2 separate regions of the Columba livia genome follow, and region 2 is linked to region 1. A link is a contact called in public Hi-C data. All regions are on one chromosome and are shown on one strand. Each heading gives the region's core, a stretch centred on a gene start, on an enhancer-like site or on the middle of the called end of the contact. The rest is flanking DNA. Distances are from core to core; before and after follow the strand shown.

Region 1 (3,744 bases), core at 1,140-3,639:
ATTACACAGATATCTTAGCTGACTGGTAGCTCAGATTTGTTCTTAATTTTTTTTAAAAGCTGGCTAAAATTTTAGAGAGAAAACCTTTCTTTTAAAATAAAAGATGACAGAGTTTATGGAAGTATTTTTCAGGATTTTACTGCAAACCAATGGGTTTGGTCACAAAAAATATGATACATATAACCATGTTAATTATATTACATTATAATGATGGTATACATTACAAGTAAGTCTGTAAGTTTAAATATACATCTAGAGTTATAACTGAATGTACAGATTTACAATACATACAATCAGGAATGAAAAACCCCTAAACCCCAAAACCATAAATAATGCCCATTTTACAGATGACATCTTTAAAACAAACAAAAAAAAAACCAAAAACAAAACAAAACAAAAAAAAAAAGAAAAAAGAAAAAATAATCCAACAGCTTTGACCGACTGCAGCTGGGGCATTTTGGTCCATAAAAACCCTTTCTAAAAATAGAAATCTTTTTTCATAGCAGCAATGCTTTCTTCAAGCATTTGGATACAAGTAATTGTGAGCCCATTTCAATAATTTTAGTTGACTGTATAGATTTACAAAAGAAATTTCAAAATTACACTTAATTTATCTTCCAAATATGGAAGAAAGAAACAATGCCCCACATTGTGGTATCCTGCAAGTGTCACACTGATGCTTTAAACTAAGTCCATCTGTAGTACGCAGACCACACACATACCATTTGTTCACATAGTAAACCCACATAAATGAACTGAGAAACACACTCTGCAACAGGGAAAGCTTTGGAGCTCACGAGATCTCATCAGAAAAAGGCACATTTCATAAAATCCTCATCACGTTCAGATAGATCTTCAGGCAAGGCTTTTCGGAGCACGATTTCAAAACAGCTTGTTCTTACTCCTACGATCTGCCATAGCAGTCTGTGGCAGCAGTCACTCTTGTTTTTCTTTCCCAAGGAGACAGCACCACTTTTGGGGAAGAACGAATGGAAATGAAAAGCCTGTAAAGCTCATTTAGAGAGTGATGTGCTCTTCAAAAAAGCTTCCAGCAAACAGTGTAGTTGAAATTAAGGCTGCAAAGCTGCCATGGTAGAAATGTGCAAATTCTCTTTCAAAATGACCGGTCAACTGGCAGTTTCACCAGAAGGCCAAACAAAAATAAAAATAATAGTTATTATTATTAAAAAAGAAAAAGAAAAATGTTCACAAGAAAGAGTCCACAGGTGGGGCATATGAGAAGCCCAAAAAAGCCTCAGCAGCCTCTTTGACGCTGGCAGTGATGAGGATGCTGTCTGGGGACTGGCCGATGGAACTGGGGACTGGCTCGTCTGTAAACTCCGGATCAAAGTGTCGCAGGTCACTGGGGCCACTCTGTGGAAAGAGCAGAAAATGAAAGATACAACAGTTAGACACAAATGTTTTGTGAGTGCACAGTTCAAGTCAAAATGGGGACAAGCACCCTTGTGCAGAGACTCACAGTGTTATCACCTTGGGCCCACTGTTTTAAGAGTCTTTGACAGTTTTAGTCTTTTTTTTTTTGTCTCCTGCTGCATGTTGTCTCACTAAAACCAAGATGATTCAGTTTTAATGCACTATCCCCCAACTAAGCTCATGCAACAATGCAAACATGCCACTCTGCCATGCAGCAGTTTGCAGGGGAAGACTTTGATCTCTGGGCTAGTTACTAAATTTAGGTTATAAAATGCTCAGAAAGTGAAAGAGAACAACCTCCACAACCAGATCTCCCTCTTTAGGTATTAGTATCTAACAAGCCAAATGCCACTCTGCCCTTAGAAGCTACTTGCTTTCTACACCTTACCTTCCCCTTGGATAAAATGGGGATGCTGGGGATGACTTTAAAATAGCCATGCAAATGAAGCATGTGATAGGCCAAAAAACCCAGCTAAATTCATATGCTCCATCAGCTACTTGCTTATTTTTAATCTTCCTGGTTCAGCCACAGGGGAAGGAAAAGCTGTGTTCCCCGTACACACCCATCCAGCCAGTTGCCCCCAGCTCCTGGGCACAACATGAAGACAAGGGGGAAAAAGACACTCTCCATACATTCTATAATTAGAAGTGATACATACCACATTTGGGTTAAAAGGGGGCGTAATCTTCTTATTAATGAGATCATCCCAGTTAATTGGGGAGAAGAAGATGTGATTCTTAATCTCCATCTGTTACAGAGAGAAAAATAGATTAATTCAGACCCAAGCTAATGTAAGCAGTATGGCCTAGTCACCCTTCTGTGCTGCCCACAGGCACCAGCTGGTTTCCACTTACAAAGTCCTCCTTGGCACCAAGCCTCTTTGTCCTGTCCTTCTGCAAGAGGCCTTCCAGGAGATGTCTAGCAGAGTTGGTAATATTTGGCTTCAGCTGCAAGGGTTTGTTCAAGATGTTGTCGTACATTTCTGCCGTGTTCCTGCTGTAGAAGGGCGGCTGTAGGAATAGGAAAGGAGAGATCTGGGTTAATGAGGCTTCTTGAGGGAGAAGGACAAGTAAGCTAGTTTGATTTGTCATGAAGGATTCACTGCTTACCAGGCCATAAAGCATCTCATACAGGACTGCTCCAAGGCACCACCAGTCCACAGTCCGGTCATAGGGCTGCTTATGGAGAACTTCAGGAGCAAGATACTGTGTAAGAAAAGGAAGAGAGCCACATTAACCAAAGAGATCTTTACAATTAGGAAAGCCTCTCATTCTTGAATGAAAGCAGCTTACCGAATCCCAGCAATATCTAAGCTACTGGAGGGCTACAAGCTCTTTATAAACAGGGAGGCAGCTCAAAAACTGTCCTCTCCTGCTTAACAAGCCCTACATATCCTCACTGGCAGCATGATATTACAAGACCCATAATACCCCCTTGCTTGTCTAACAAGCCAGAAATATACATGGGACACGTCAGGTTTCACTGACGAAAACAGCGCTTGCTGCCACTCTGCATGCCGCGGGCTGCCCGTACCTCCGGTGTGCCGCAGAAGGTGGAGGTCGTGCCATTGTGCTCTATGTTTTCTTTGCAGAGTCCAAAGTCAGTCAAGACAATGTGCCCCTGTGAATCAAGCAGAATATTCTCCGGCTTCAAGTCTCTGTAGGAAGAGATGAAAGAAGACAAGGGCTTGTTAGAGGACCTACAGCGAGACTATTTCAAGTGCAATTGCTTACAGAACCTCACTAAGCCACGAAAAAATATTAAAAGCAATTCTGAACTCACATTGAGTTCAACTTGTCAATGTTTATTCAACAAAGCACGTTTTTTCTTTTTTTCAGTCTGCCAAGCTGCACAAGATTGCTTACCGATAAACAATGTTCAGGGAGTGCAGGTAGCCCAGTGCACTGGCGATTTCAGCAGTGTAAAATCGAGCTCTTGGCTCCAGGAAGCAACGCTCCCTCTGGAGATGGTAGAACAACTACAGGAGACAGAGAGAACAAAGTTGTTTAAACGGCGCCAAAGCCTGTTAACAATGCACTTAATTAGACTCAACATATATAGCCAGGGAGAACAATAGCAGGAAATGGCCTAATGATCCTTTGGTAGTTCAAAACCTGGCAGGCTGGAAACACTCAATCTAGTAACTTTTCCCCCATGACTTTTCCCCTTGCAACTCTTTTTTATTTAAAAGGAAGGGTGAAAAAGTCTACCCTACCACTGTGCACATGATAGGAAATACTATTTCATTTTCTTACTGCTTACCTCTCCACCATTGATGTAGTCTAGGACAAAATACAATTTGTCTGCAG
Region 2 (3,797 bases), core at 361-2,860, 230 kb after region 1:
GGACTCTAATATCAAAACAACCCATATATTTATGCCCATTTCAATGCAGATCTCTGACCAGACACCCTGCTGCCTACAGAGAGCAACAAAAGATAAAAGTTATGAAAGCTGTAATTTAAAGTAAAAGTGAAAGAAAATGTAAAGTTGTTGCACTTCAACAATAGTTTAACTATTATTTGCATGTCTCTGAATCTAGAACTGTAGAAGCTGATATTCAGGAACCTCTGGTAAACACGGGACTGGAGCAGATTTAATGTGTTGTACAGAAAAACCAGTCCTCCCATTTTGCCACCCACTCACAGGCAATAAACATTTAGAGGAGCCCTCTGTTCGCTTGCATCCATATACCGCAAACTACAGAATCCTTCCACCCTGCTACAGGAAACTTTAGACCTATGACTGAAAAAAAAATCTGCATCTCTCTTGTGCAGTGGAAGAGAGCTGTGGGGACTGAGGATTTTACCACTGTTCTAGAGCCACACAACCACATGTGATTTAGGAAGGAAAAAACTGTATTTGTTGACCTTTTCTTTACATACACCCATTTATGAAATGAAATCTTTATGTATTTTATAACAGTTTATTAATAATATATATTATACCGTGATAAATGCTATTATATATAACACCACGTATATTATATATCTGCAAAATATTTTATTTGGTCCTGATTCCACCATCCTGGAGGAATCCAATATGCACTTTGGACCATATATGTACACCGTAAAGAACCATACAGAACCGTATCCCATTCAAAAGTGTCATTTTTGTATTTACTGGAAGAACAAAGCAAACTTGCTACTGACCAAACGAGGTGACATGCCTTGAGCTGTAGATCAGGGTGGGCATCACCAAGTAAAACTTCAGTAGATTAATTAAATGAGCAAATATAAAAAGGCAAAGTATGATTTCACTGGGAATCATCGTTCCAATGAACTTAAGAAGCAAGGTCACATCACTCACAATCACATTTGTTTAGTTTAAAAACAAATATGACAGATGAAAAAGCTAAAATACTTCAGTACTTTGATGTGTAAGCATAATTTAAAAGAACTCCATAAGTGTTGTGTGTGTGCATGTAATCCCAGATACATGCATGCACTTTGTCACCCAGGTATTCTGAACATCTTGTACTACTCTGGAATCAGAAACGTACAGTACATTCAGAGAAGATATAATAAGAAAGTTGCACGAGGTAAATACTGAAATTTTTATGAGTGAACTTTTGTGAACCAGTATAATATGGGAGCATAAGGGGAACTCATAAAAGGAGGGCAAAAGTCAAAGAACAAATGAGGATGAGAAAAAGATATGAGGCATATCAGGCAAGCAGCAGAGAAAGAAATGTAAAAACAAATGTGCCTTTTGTCCGACATATATTCAGAAGAACATCCATTAAAGCCATGAAATCTATTTTAGGATCCAGGAAACCAAAGTTTTGCTCTTCCATTATAGTTATTCTCACTAGCTGTCTCCTGAGTTACAGCCTCATTAAATTCTATTGAAATGATATTATGTTGGTGTTCCAGGTGTGCTTTGGAAATTCTGAGCTACAGTGCAGTATAGCTTAAAGTGATTTATTTGTATACAACAGTGTAACTATGTTACAGCCAGTACTCTGCATACAGCTTCTCAGTGTAAAGATTTCACAACAGACTGCAAAAATCAGTGTCTGCAAGTAGGGCCTTGGGAAGCACTCCACAGGCACAGCCTCAGGTGAGTGAAACTAGGGGTGCATATGAATAGGATATTACAGTTCGTTTCCAATTAAAAGTGTCTCAGACTAAGACCAAAAAGGCAGATTCCTCCGTAAAAATCCTGACAGGCCACGTGTACTGGTCAAGCAGGGGTTCAAATACAATAAAAACTATTATAATATCATGGAATTTAAAGAGGGGCAGGACACAGAAAAGATCACTTTTATCCCAGGACTGACCTACACCATTCATGATGTGTCCCAGCGGTTCCTGGAGCCTCCAGAGATGGAGATTCAACAGCCTTTCTTGGTTATTAGCTATTAGCTGCACTCTCCCAGCACTTAACCTTATGCCACAGCCCTGTACAGGCAGACAAGGAAGGTTGTGCAAGGTAATGCCATAGGTTTGAAAGCCAACCTGCCACCTGCAGAGGTAGGCTCGCTGCTGTTGAGCTGAATAGACACACTGGGAAACTGTATAAAACTGTTCTATCCACCTGGGAAAAGCAGAAACCCTCCAGCGTTAGCAACGTTAAATATTACATGATCCTTTTATTGTGTTTAAAGAACATATGAGCAATGATTGTTAACAATGATGCCATGATATTTTTAAGTGTTTTTCCTGTGCCCAATGTGAATTATACCTGGTTCTGAATTGATGAACCTGCAGTGAGTTTTATAAAGCTGGTTGTGTCATCAGGATAATTAAAACAATATATGTTCCTGTTCAATACACAATTTCAGGTCATTATAAAACAGTACAGCATAATCATAAGTTGAATTGCTGGGTAAAGCATTACTGTGCTGTCACAATGTCTGTTAATGGCCTGTTTATTAAAGCAACATGAATATAATTGATGCCACCTTTAACCAACCAATTTTGAAAAGAAAGACTTCTGGGAAATAATTTCTGATGTTTTCAAAATGTGACAATCATGCAGAATCTTTTGAAAACGTATTATGTTATTGAGAACAGTAGGTAAACTAAGGAGACTGTTAATGCTTTTCAGTGCCGGCATGGATACATCCCATTTTCTTAACCCCTCCAATAATAACAACAATAATAGGCCTGTTGGTTGTTTTTGCAGCTCGCAAGCAGAGCCACGCAGCGATGCTGGCCCCAGCACAAACGCACTCCTGCAGCCACCAGCCCCAATGCCGTTTCCTTACACAGCTGCTCCAAGTCACATAGAACGAGTCCATCTCCAGTTTCTTCTCAGCAACACCCCAAAAGCATGAGTACAGTTTATGAACAGGTGTGCCAAAGGTTAATCTCATTCTACCAGACTGTTCCCATTTTAGAAGCATCCTCTGCCTAGGTCCTCTACTGCAGAGGTTACAGACAAATTTCTTCCTACATTTCTGGGTACCAGTAGCAAACAAACCTTCAGCCAAACCTTCTGTGACATTTTTTTCAGCTTTTTTATTTGTGGGTGGTAGACATGTCTTCCAGTATGTGACAGGGTGGGAGGATGTGACCTGTAGCTTTATTTCTCCTGAAGAAATCTCATGGGAGTGTGGGTAACCCACAGAGCTGTTGATGTGCTCCAAGTTCAAGGGTGTTCTTAAATCTCACCTGACAGGTGCCTGTCAACATCGAGGGGCAGATGCAGATAATGCCACTCCAAGCTGTCGCTCCTGGTGCTTGCCATTCAGTTTGTTGGGATTTTTCTGCAGATGTATGTAGAGACTTTTTTTAAGGAAATAAATGGTAAAAATGGGAACCTGAGCAGTGAGTGGCTATAATTAGGTTGGTACCTCTCACCTCCATTTGGTGAAGAAACAACATGAGGAAAAAGATCAGACAGAGAATAAGGGTTTATATTTCAGGTCATAAAGCAATAAGAACAGCATTTCCAAACTCAATAAAGAGCCAAGAAGAAGCTGTTCAGGATGATGGAGACATGGCAATGAGCAGAGGCAAAGTAATGTTCTCCACAAGAAAAGCAGAGGGGCATAAACAGAGGGTGTCAGGCTACACCACCTTGAGCTGCTGGAGCTGGCACTTCCAGCATCAGGCAGCACTAAACGTCAGCATGGCATGGGAACAATATCACAGTGTTGCTAACCCTCTTAAAAATCAAGGTCACGGACAATCTCC

The links. Hi-C and Micro-C count contacts between places; a contact is called where the count stands out from the background.
Region 2: a Hi-C map of liver shows a contact between it and region 1, with 4 times the contacts expected there. The contact joins two enhancer-like sites. A contact is called at or near these places in 2 of 2 Hi-C or Micro-C datasets (crop and liver).

Annotation. Positions count from the first base shown.
Region 1 is chr3:59,518,587-59,522,330 of bColLiv1.pat.W.v2, forward strand. SGK1 (serum/glucocorticoid regulated kinase 1) reads right to left here. Exons shown (of 14, transcript XM_065057052.1): 8 at 3,698-3,744; 9 at 3,301-3,413; 10 at 2,969-3,092; 11 at 2,545-2,640; 12 at 2,290-2,445; 13 at 2,094-2,183; 14 at 123-1,374. The coding sequence ends at 1,207. Among named protein-coding and RNA genes, the nearest start is that of SLC2A12, 29 kb to the left of the region's middle. Within about 2 kb of position 2,390, at least 1 of the 3 cell types and tissues checked has an H3K27ac peak away from gene starts, as active enhancers do.
Region 2 is chr3:59,753,056-59,756,852 of bColLiv1.pat.W.v2, forward strand. No RefSeq gene overlaps it. Among named protein-coding and RNA genes, the nearest start is that of ALDH8A1, 150 kb to the right of the region's middle. Within about 2 kb of position 1,611, at least 1 of the 3 cell types and tissues checked has an H3K27ac peak away from gene starts, as active enhancers do.